3 separate regions of the Danio rerio genome follow, and regions 2 and 3 are each linked to region 1. A link is a contact called in public Hi-C data. All regions are on one chromosome and are shown on one strand. The core of a region is the stretch at or near the end of the contact, and the rest is flanking DNA. Distances in the headings are between cores, read along the strand shown.

The links. A called contact is a pair of places that touch in the nucleus more often than the background predicts.
Region 2: a Hi-C map of embryo shows a contact between it and region 1, with 2.4 times the contacts expected there. The contact joins two enhancer-like sites. A contact is called at or near these places in 6 of 18 Hi-C or Micro-C datasets (caudal fin, embryo, fibroblasts and 1 more).
Region 3: a contact with region 1 is called in a Hi-C map of an unstated tissue, with 5 times the contacts expected there. The contact joins two enhancer-like sites. A contact is called at or near these places in 7 of 18 Hi-C or Micro-C datasets (caudal fin, embryo, fibroblasts and 3 more) and 3 of 4 datasets of contacts at active chromatin or transcription factors (caudal fin, embryo and gastrula embryo).

What each region holds. Positions count from the first base shown.
Region 1 is chr18:25,077,832-25,080,768 of GRCz12tu, reverse strand. No RefSeq gene overlaps it. Among named protein-coding and RNA genes, the nearest start is that of nr2f2, 220 kb to the left of the region's middle. Within about 2 kb of position 1,533, at least 24 of the 62 cell types and tissues checked have an H3K27ac peak or open chromatin away from gene starts, as enhancers often do.
Region 2 is chr18:25,273,167-25,276,149 of GRCz12tu, reverse strand. No RefSeq gene overlaps it. Among named protein-coding and RNA genes, the nearest start is that of nr2f2, 24 kb to the left of the region's middle. Within about 2 kb of position 1,644, at least 4 of the 62 cell types and tissues checked have an H3K27ac peak or open chromatin away from gene starts, as enhancers often do.
Region 3 is chr18:25,289,994-25,293,121 of GRCz12tu, reverse strand. It overlaps nr2f2 (nuclear receptor subfamily 2, group F, member 2), which reads left to right. Exons shown (of 3, transcript NM_131183.2): 3 at 1-1,185. Among named protein-coding and RNA genes, the nearest start is that of nr2f2, 7.5 kb to the left of the region's middle. Within about 2 kb of position 1,306, at least 6 of the 62 cell types and tissues checked have an H3K27ac peak or open chromatin away from gene starts, as enhancers often do.

The DNA of each region.
Region 1 (2,937 bases), core at 284-2,783:
GAGAAAAAGGAAAATACCTGGAAAAAAAAAGAAAACAGAATGAACCGGGGCAATTGGGGTCCCCCTGTCGCATTTACACTTGGTAGGGATTTTTAAGGGCCTAGTCTAGCTTATCACATTATTAGCCATTAAGAGACATAAAAAGCTCCCTGTGCTTATTGCACTACAGAGGCCCGCTGAGCTTACAAACACCTCTTTTATTTCTTCTCAACTGTTTGGAACACTGTTGCTGCTCGGCCATAAAATATTCTTGAAATTTTAAGATTGTGTTATACATTTAGGATACATTTCAATGGGAAAATTAAACAGGACAGGTTAGTTTTAAAAGTAGGCTTCTAAACTTGTTTAATGCTTGGCTATATTGATTAATATTTTTGTATTACTCATTTAACGTCTCATTTTTATTATACACACTTTGTAGTCTATTAGATTCTCCTCGTATTTAATAAAATGTATAATTGAGCTTCAAATCAATTAGGCTACTGTTAGGAGGTTATTCATTATCAGAAAATAAAGCAGGAAATATTTAAAATGAACTAATTATATTATTGAATCAGTATTAAACGGATTTTATATTATATGAATTGTACTGGGGAAAGCGCTAATAAATTAACGGCTGTTATGATCATATCTGGTGAGGGTGTGTTATTTAAACATTAAACGAATTGTATTTGCAAAACAATTACAATGCGAAATTGTCAATACAAATTTTAACAAGTGTTTAGCAGTGTGTTTTCACAGCTCAACCGCGATTCAAAAAGGCTACTAGTCTCCAGAGAAAATAGGAAATTATTTTGATCAAAATAAAATATAACAGAGATTAAATGAAGCGATTTGACTTTGTCCATTAAACAACTTGTCACTTACAACTACAACAAGAACAAGAACAACAACAACAACAATAATAATAATAATAATAATAATAATAATAATAATAATAATAGTTTATCCTATGCCTTAAGCGCAATGTTTTACAGTGTAAAACAGACGCCGTGTTTCTTTTCTAGTTTCATAAATAACGGCTCACTTTCTATCGCATAATTAGAGCCTTAATATGGCAAAAAAAAAAAAAAAAAAAAAATGAAAGAAAAAAATTGAAAGAAAAACCTGTGACAGTGCCATTACAATGTATTGTAGAACAGACAGCAAACACTGGATCCTGGCGATGTTACAGAGATGTTCTTTTCCCCAGCCTATAAAAGAATAAACAGACAACATGCTCTGAGAGAGAGAGAGAGAGAGAGAGAGGGAGAGAGAGAAGGAGAGAGAGTCTTATCGCAATCCAGACAGCGTTATAGTGATTCATAGCGGTCATTTAAGCGATAATACACTCATTCACAATACTAACAAACACGCGCCCACAGTTATCTGTAAAGTTAAGTCGGTTGGACGCAGGGCGCGGAGCAGGAGGGAGAGATTCAAGATGGTGGTGACTGAGAAATTGACAGGTTAATTTTGGTGCCGATAATAAGAGGAGCACACGGGCAGAAACGAAGGTGCAGAAGACAGTGCTCTACAGCTTGGGTGCAGCGCCATCTATCTTTAACTTATGGTGCAGCAAAAGTTGCCTTGAGTCAAGTAGGCTACTTTAGTGTGTTAAGCGACATTTGAGTAAGATTGATTTTTTTAAAATGTTTTGGTAATGCCTTATTAAATTCTCAAATTGTTATTAGTATTTTTTTTTTTTTATTATTGTAACGTTATTGCATCAATAATGTGTAAATCATAATAACTCCGGATTTTAGTTGCTGTGTATTGAATGTTGAACTCTGTATAGAAATTAAAATATCCTTACAGTTTTTAAAGGTATATTTAAATATATAATTAATTTGGTTTATCTAATTCTGACAAACTTGAAACCATAGTAGTTAATATATAATAAAATCTTAGTAGGCCTATATTAAATACAATTAAAAATAACTAAATATATTTAACAAATTGGTAGGTGTTTACAGTTTAATACATCTGATTAAATTAAACGTGACGCATAAAATAAAAATATATTTAGCTTGCAATTAAAGTGAGTAAACCTCCTAAAATATTTTTTCAACACTCGTTTTCCATTCCTATTTTTTATCATCCTCTGTCTTTGTTTATTTTACCATTTACATTTTACTATTATAGTTTTATATATTTATTATTGTGATAAAAAAATCAATTGTGTGAGTTAGCCTGCATGATATTATAAAATATATAGGCTACATTAAATACTAATAATAAGTTTGATCATGCGGTCCGGCATGTATGCGGCAGTTCCATACAGGAAAGGAACGCAAACTTTTTTTCTCGTAATTGTGTTTCTGGAAAGCATAATATTTATCTAAGCATTACCAAAACCTTAATTGTTTGCAGGTTATTATATGCACGAATTTATCTACAAAACACTCTTATTTATCGAGCGTGTGTGTGTGCGTGTGTTTGAATGGCCATTTCTCTCTTATTTCTCTTTGATCTGTATTGCTTTTGTTTGTGATGTAAAAATTATTGGAAATTATTCTTTTTATATTGATTAAAAAATCACCGTCACATGGTTTTGAACTATTTAGCATGCAGTTGGCAAACTAGTCAAGAAATCAGTATCAGCCTTAATTAGCAGCTACAAACTCCTCGACTAGGTGGGAGAATGTTTCAGGAAAGGTTAGAGAGGTTTCTAAATCTGACACATATTTCTGCCGCTTGTCAGTACAATGTGCAGAGTCGGCAAGCTTCTCTAATTAACTCTCCCCTCTCCATGGCTTTATATGAATCAGCATGCAACATTACCATAATGATATAGTATTATTGTCGTTCCTATACGTCTCTCTGTGTTGAAATAATTCCAGGCCTTTCTTTTTTTTCTCGCACAAACATGTTTACGCCGTTTTGTGTATTTCTGTTTACGTTTTTTCTCCCTTCTGTTATCGCAACGTGACATTCCGTGCAAAATGTTTGTTTACA
Region 2 (2,983 bases), core at 395-2,894, 200 kb before region 1:
TATACAGTACCATAAGTGATGTGTGGGTTAATAGATGAGTTTCACATCGAATCAGTTTTCAAGGCCCTGCACATTTCAAGGTTGGTATTTCTTTGATTCTTTTCTACTTGCTCTTTGTGAAATTGATGTCTTTTAAGGTTAAAAAAATAGCATTTTCTCAATCCATCCAGGATTATTACATCCAGTGTTTTTTTTTTTTTTTCAAGTGAGCATCACATATTAACTTACACAAACTTGTCAAAATGAGATGGCAGACTTTTTGTGCCCATTTAATATTAATATCATCTTAATTTGTATGACTTTTTAAAACTTAAAACATGCATAAAATATTGCTTAAACATACTTATGGAATAAGCCTTAAAATACATAAAGGTATAAATGTATCCTTCTGGGATTCATCTTGAGATTTGAAAGTACTTATAATGGCATAACTACAGTGCTCAGCATATATAAGTACACCCCGCACAAATCTATCTTTTAAATGTTTTTTTACAGGAAGTTACAAAATTATTCAATATTTGTGCATATACATTAGATTAGTCAGGACTGAAGGCAAATCTGTAGTTTATCTTACAAAATAACTTATGATAACAGTCCAATAACTAGTACACCCAAATTTATATGTTATAGAAAAATATTAAATATAAATTTAAAAAAGAGGAAAAATCAAGAAAAGCAAAAAAAAAAAAAAACATTGTTGAAATTTTGTAGGTTGTAAATTTTTTTTTTGTGATATTTTGCTTGAATCTAATTGTATTATCTTTCAATTTCTAAATATGTTTGGTGACTAAAATATTATTTTAATAAATGTATGTTTAATAAATCTGTTTTGTTTAAATACACTAAAATGCATTACCTATATTCTCTGAGAAGTGGATAAAAGTTTTCATTTTCCAAATGGGGTGTACCTATTTATGCTGAGCACTGTATATCAATGCTTTAAACAAGCATTGATAATTTTTTACAGCCACAATGTTTTCATTTTATTATACATTTTATTGATGCAAACTATTGTTTTTCTTTAGCCTATGTTTATGGTAAAACAGAAATCAAAATGCATATATTTACTTCTTTAAATCCACAGGCCTTGTCCCCTGCCTGCCCTTATAATCCCCTGGCATGTGTCTGTGACATCACATGGCTGCTGGCTCCAAGTCCCCGTCTCCCTGCAACTGTCGTTAACTCTACCAACAAATGAAAAATGACTGGGAGACTCATTGGCTCCCACCAATGACCTTGGGTATTATTAGAATGACCTCTCTTTGGCTTGACCAAAAAACCTTTTGATATCATTGCTGGAAGTGCACGAAATGATGGCCTCACTGCCGTTGGGAAAAGCAGAGAGGGGGGATGGGACGAAAAAGACTGTCTGAGAGGTTGGTGTTGTGTAAAAGTATATCTCTTTCTCCAGTTGCCGCACGCATAAATACTTAATTAGGGGACACAACCTGAGTTATTGTGCTCACCATCATCTTGACCCTCTTTAACGACGACAAGCAATATTTTGGTTTTACATTGCAGTGAGATGAAAGGAAAGGCTATAGAGCAAAAGCGCTAGCGTTGATCTGGATTTGTGTCAGTACTTTGACAGTACTTTTTAGCCTGTATAGTGGTCAAGTGCAGCAGGGGGTGGCGCATCTGTGCACCGGTTCAATCTAAAAGGAGGAGTTGTGGCTGTGATGGAATGGCAGTGTCTAGAAGTTTGAGGCTGTTCTTCATAGCCTCTGTTTGGCGCAGGTCCAGGAGGAATCACTGCAGGTTATTGACGGTGGGTGGAAGTCCTGCCCACGCAACAGCACATGCACAGATGTTTTACAGCCTTCTGATACAGCAGACGTATCAAAACGTGTGTGTTTGCTGCTGCTGCGGCCCAGTGAAGAAAAAGGATAAAGCGTGACGAGGGCCAATGGCTATTTGATGTCCACACTTTCTAGGATCAAGGTTGTTCTTTTCTTTCTAACAAAAATGTTAGAAATGGTGTGTTTGAAAAAAGGAGCTAAGGTAGTAACTGATTCCTAAAATATATCTCATAATTAATTTAAATTATGTTTTAAAAATATGAGAGTAGCTTTTTTTTTTTTTTTTTTTTTTTACAATTTGAAGGATTGCCTAATATTCACAAAATTGCAGTAGTTATTTATTTGTCTATTTACTACCTTCGTAGATTTTCCCCAAATCTTTTTATGTTTTACTTTTTGCTTTCTAAACAATCTGCTGCTTTTTGTTGGTTCTGAAAGTGGTGGAACTGCAGTAATTAGAAGGTCACACTGCATAAAAATAAGCATTTCATCTTGTTAAGAAAGTTTTAATAATTATTAAATTATTTATTTACTTACATTTTAGGAGGTGATTATTGTGAACATTCAACTCGAACCCTGGCCTCAACAATCTTCTTGGAATGTATCTTTTAAAGGAATAAAAATTCTAAATAAATGAAAATACAATAAAAAATATAAATAATATACTTTAAAGAATGTCATTAACTAATAGTCATTGAGCTGCTTAATATTCATTATTATTATTATTATTATTATTATTATTCCTACAATGAAGCTCAATAGCTACATGTGGCCAATATGGTTCAAAATATATTGTACAAAAATTATTTTTGCAAAATTGTTGCAAACAATTTATAAGGGTTGAATTTAAACAAATTAAATTTAGTAATGTTCAACGTACTTTGTTTAAATTCAGCCCAAACAAATTGTTTACAACCACTTACCCTTATAGTACAAATATAGTAAATCTAAGGAATCATCTTTTAATCTTTTGTGTTTGTGTGTTTGTGTGTTTGTGTTTGTGTGTGTGTTTGTGTGTGTGTGTGTGTGTGTGTGTGTGTGTGTGTGTGTGTGTGTGTGTGTGTGTGTGTGTGTGTGTGTGTGTGTGTGTGTGTGTGTGTGTGTGTGTGTGTGTGTGTGTGTGTGTGTGTGTGTGTGTGTGTGTGTGTGTGTGTGTGTGTGTGTGTGTGTGTGTGTGGCTTTTG
Region 3 (3,128 bases), core at 57-2,556, 210 kb before region 1:
ACGCTTACCTAAGGTTGCGCCCAAGCGAATTTTCGCTCAAGTGTTTAGCCACAGTAAACTGTATTTGTGAACGTGGGGAAATGATGGGTCATCATTCTTATAATGATAAAGCAGCAGTATTAATAAGACGTCCCTAAAAAATACCCCTCAACACTTAAAGCATTAAAGTGCCTGTACAGCGCAAATGTGTTATTAACGGTTACTGAAGTCTATACACCATGGGGAACACGCTTAAAATTTACAAAGTAAGTCTTATAATTGTTCATTTCACTTGAGGGAAAAAACAAGTAGAGGCAGTATTCTTGTAAATATAGGTCAATTCATTTCAAGGACTTTTCTTTATACAGCGTATATGTGATTAAGAATAAAACTGTGGTTGCCAATTTTTTCGGTAATACAAATGTCTTCAAATGAGTGACAGACTTAGCTAGTAGCACTGAAAGATCTGTTTGTAATGTACATACATATTAAGAGAAATGTTTTTTTTTTCTTTCTTTTTCATGTATTTAGACTGTGAATGCATGGCCACAGGTCGCTAACCTATTTTACCTTTGATATATATATATATATATAAATGTAAATGTTTTTGACTGTATAGATATAATCTGTGCATTCAGTACACTAGCCCTTGTATTTAAAACGACAAAAAGGAAAAAAAAGTTCGACGATAGGTTGACACTTAACAGGGTGAGCTGGTTTGGAAAGGGGTGGCTATTTTGACTTGGTGTTCTGCTCCTTTTCGGTCTGTAACAGATGCCTTGTGTGTGTATGTGTGAAAGCTTGCAATTTCGTCCTTGTTTTGAGGCTTTTCTTCAACACACAAGACACCATGTTGTGATTGGATAAAAAGGGATCATATTGTGTAGTTGATTGAACAGTTATTTTGGGCTGTTCTCTGCCACATATGGACCAGTGAATGATACATGATTGTAATTATGAACAGTTTAAACTGACCCACGTTTTTATATAAATATATAAAATATATTACTGCAGGGTATTGATAACGTATAGATACTTTTTTATTATTATTGATTATTATTAATTGCAAGTGATATACGTGAGTGTGTGTGGAAGTTTATAGTTGAAAACAATTCTTGTTTGTTTGTGTTAGCTTATTGTAAACAAGCATTCTGCTGTAAATTTGTTCTTGGTATTAAATTATAATTTATGAATTTGAAATCAAAAGGCTTTCTATGTTGTGTTATTCATGATTAACGGACAAATCTGTCTGTTCAATCTGACAGTGGAGTCATGCTGTCTCAAACTGCTGAAGGCTGGGTTTACTTGTGCGTGTATGTCTGTGTGTTTGAGAGAGAGAGAGAGAGAGAGAGAGAGAGATTGGATTGGGGGTGCGAGGGTAACTCTTAGGTTTGCTATGGGAAATTGTCCATTTTGTTACGTCTAAATTTGGCTATGTAAATACACGTGCTAAGTGCAACAGACTAATGTAAAAGGCTACGCTTTTTATTTGTCTCTTTACACTACTTTTTCACATTAACCCCCATCCATCCTTGATAAAAACAAATATCAAGCACCATGTCATACTTCTTACCAGCTATAGACTGTGTGCGTCTGCACAGAGGTTATTGCTCATTGCCTTGTTGGATATCACTTTCTATTTAAATATATAACATTTTCCCGGAGCAGGTACTGACACGTCGGAACTGAAGTCGCGATGAAATACAACATTGGATGTTCAATACATGTCAAATAAAATGCCATCTTGTTGTAAACGTGACAAATGACAAAATGCAGACTACTATTTATTCTACCTTGAAAGCGGTATTTTATGTGTCACATTTAGGGCTATCTGTTAGAGGACACCAAGCGTGTGAAGCTATCCTGTAAACTGCGCCTTCAACTTGGTGTCCTATTAGTTGAGTCAATATGGCGTCTTGCAATTCAACGCAAGCTACGGCTCCCCGGAGCAAAGCGGTGTCTTGTAATAGAAACCACATTGCATGGGGGAAAGGCCCCCTCAAATGGCAATAAGGCCCAAAAAGGCTTCAGACACCAGTGGTGTTAAAGTTTTTGTAAAGAGTCTAAGAGTCCTAAAATTCAAAGATTTGCTTGATATTTTATAGGCAGTATAATTAAAACTCCTCCAACCACCAATATATTTAAGTAATGCTATAGCCAAATTTAACAAGATCATGAAAGTTCCTTAGCTTCTCCCTGAAATTAAAGAAAAATAAAAAAAATTAAACAAACGTCCATGTCTTTGACTAAATTGTGGCTGTAAGAAAACAAAAGTTAGTATCCTGATCTGAAAAAGCAACTTTTGATGGTTGAGTAATACTGTTACGGACAATAGGCCTGCCTAATCAAACCACTGCTGCCACCATTAATTGTTTTAACCGCATAATAACCATGATTATAACAATAACACAGTTTTTTATTAAATCATACAAAGCCTAATAATCTTTATTTCCCAAGTAGCCTAAATAAATCTACACACACACTTTTTTCAGCAAATGTTCAGAGCCCTACCGTAAGTGATCGGGAAGGCAAGAGTTATAACATAATTCTGGTAAGTTTATTTGTTTCAGGGCTATTGGTAAACAGGCTTGTTTAGATGACCGGAAATGATTGACGGATGTTTGTTATTGTTTTAAACGTGATCCAGGATGTGTGTTTGATGAGAGCGCTAATGCATGTAGCAAAGGAAAGCTTGTAATTATGACACAGTGATGAGACCTATTAACTACTAGAGATACTGTTAGTAGTTGCCTGATAATTGCATTGACATTACTGCTTAAAAACAGTTCCAGTATGTAAGTATTTGCTACAAACTCCGTCGTACACAAACTTAGTATGCTACGAGGCAGCATATTTTGTCAAATAGGAATTGTGCGTTTCTTCGCTTTAAATGCACGTTTTGCTTTGATAGGCTTACCAAAGCAGGTTAGCAGTAATTTGGATCATGGCTTCACAGGCTTGATTTTAGTTGACAGAGCGTGTGTTGAGGCTGAACTCTATAATTTGCACTTCTGTTCTTTTATTAGCGTCGGACAACGAACTAATGAGGTCTCCCTCAGTACAATGTCACTTTTATTTATTTCTTCGTGGAAAAAGTACTATGGGATATGGCTGGCCGTACTGAGCCAACAACAAATCTCTAAAATATA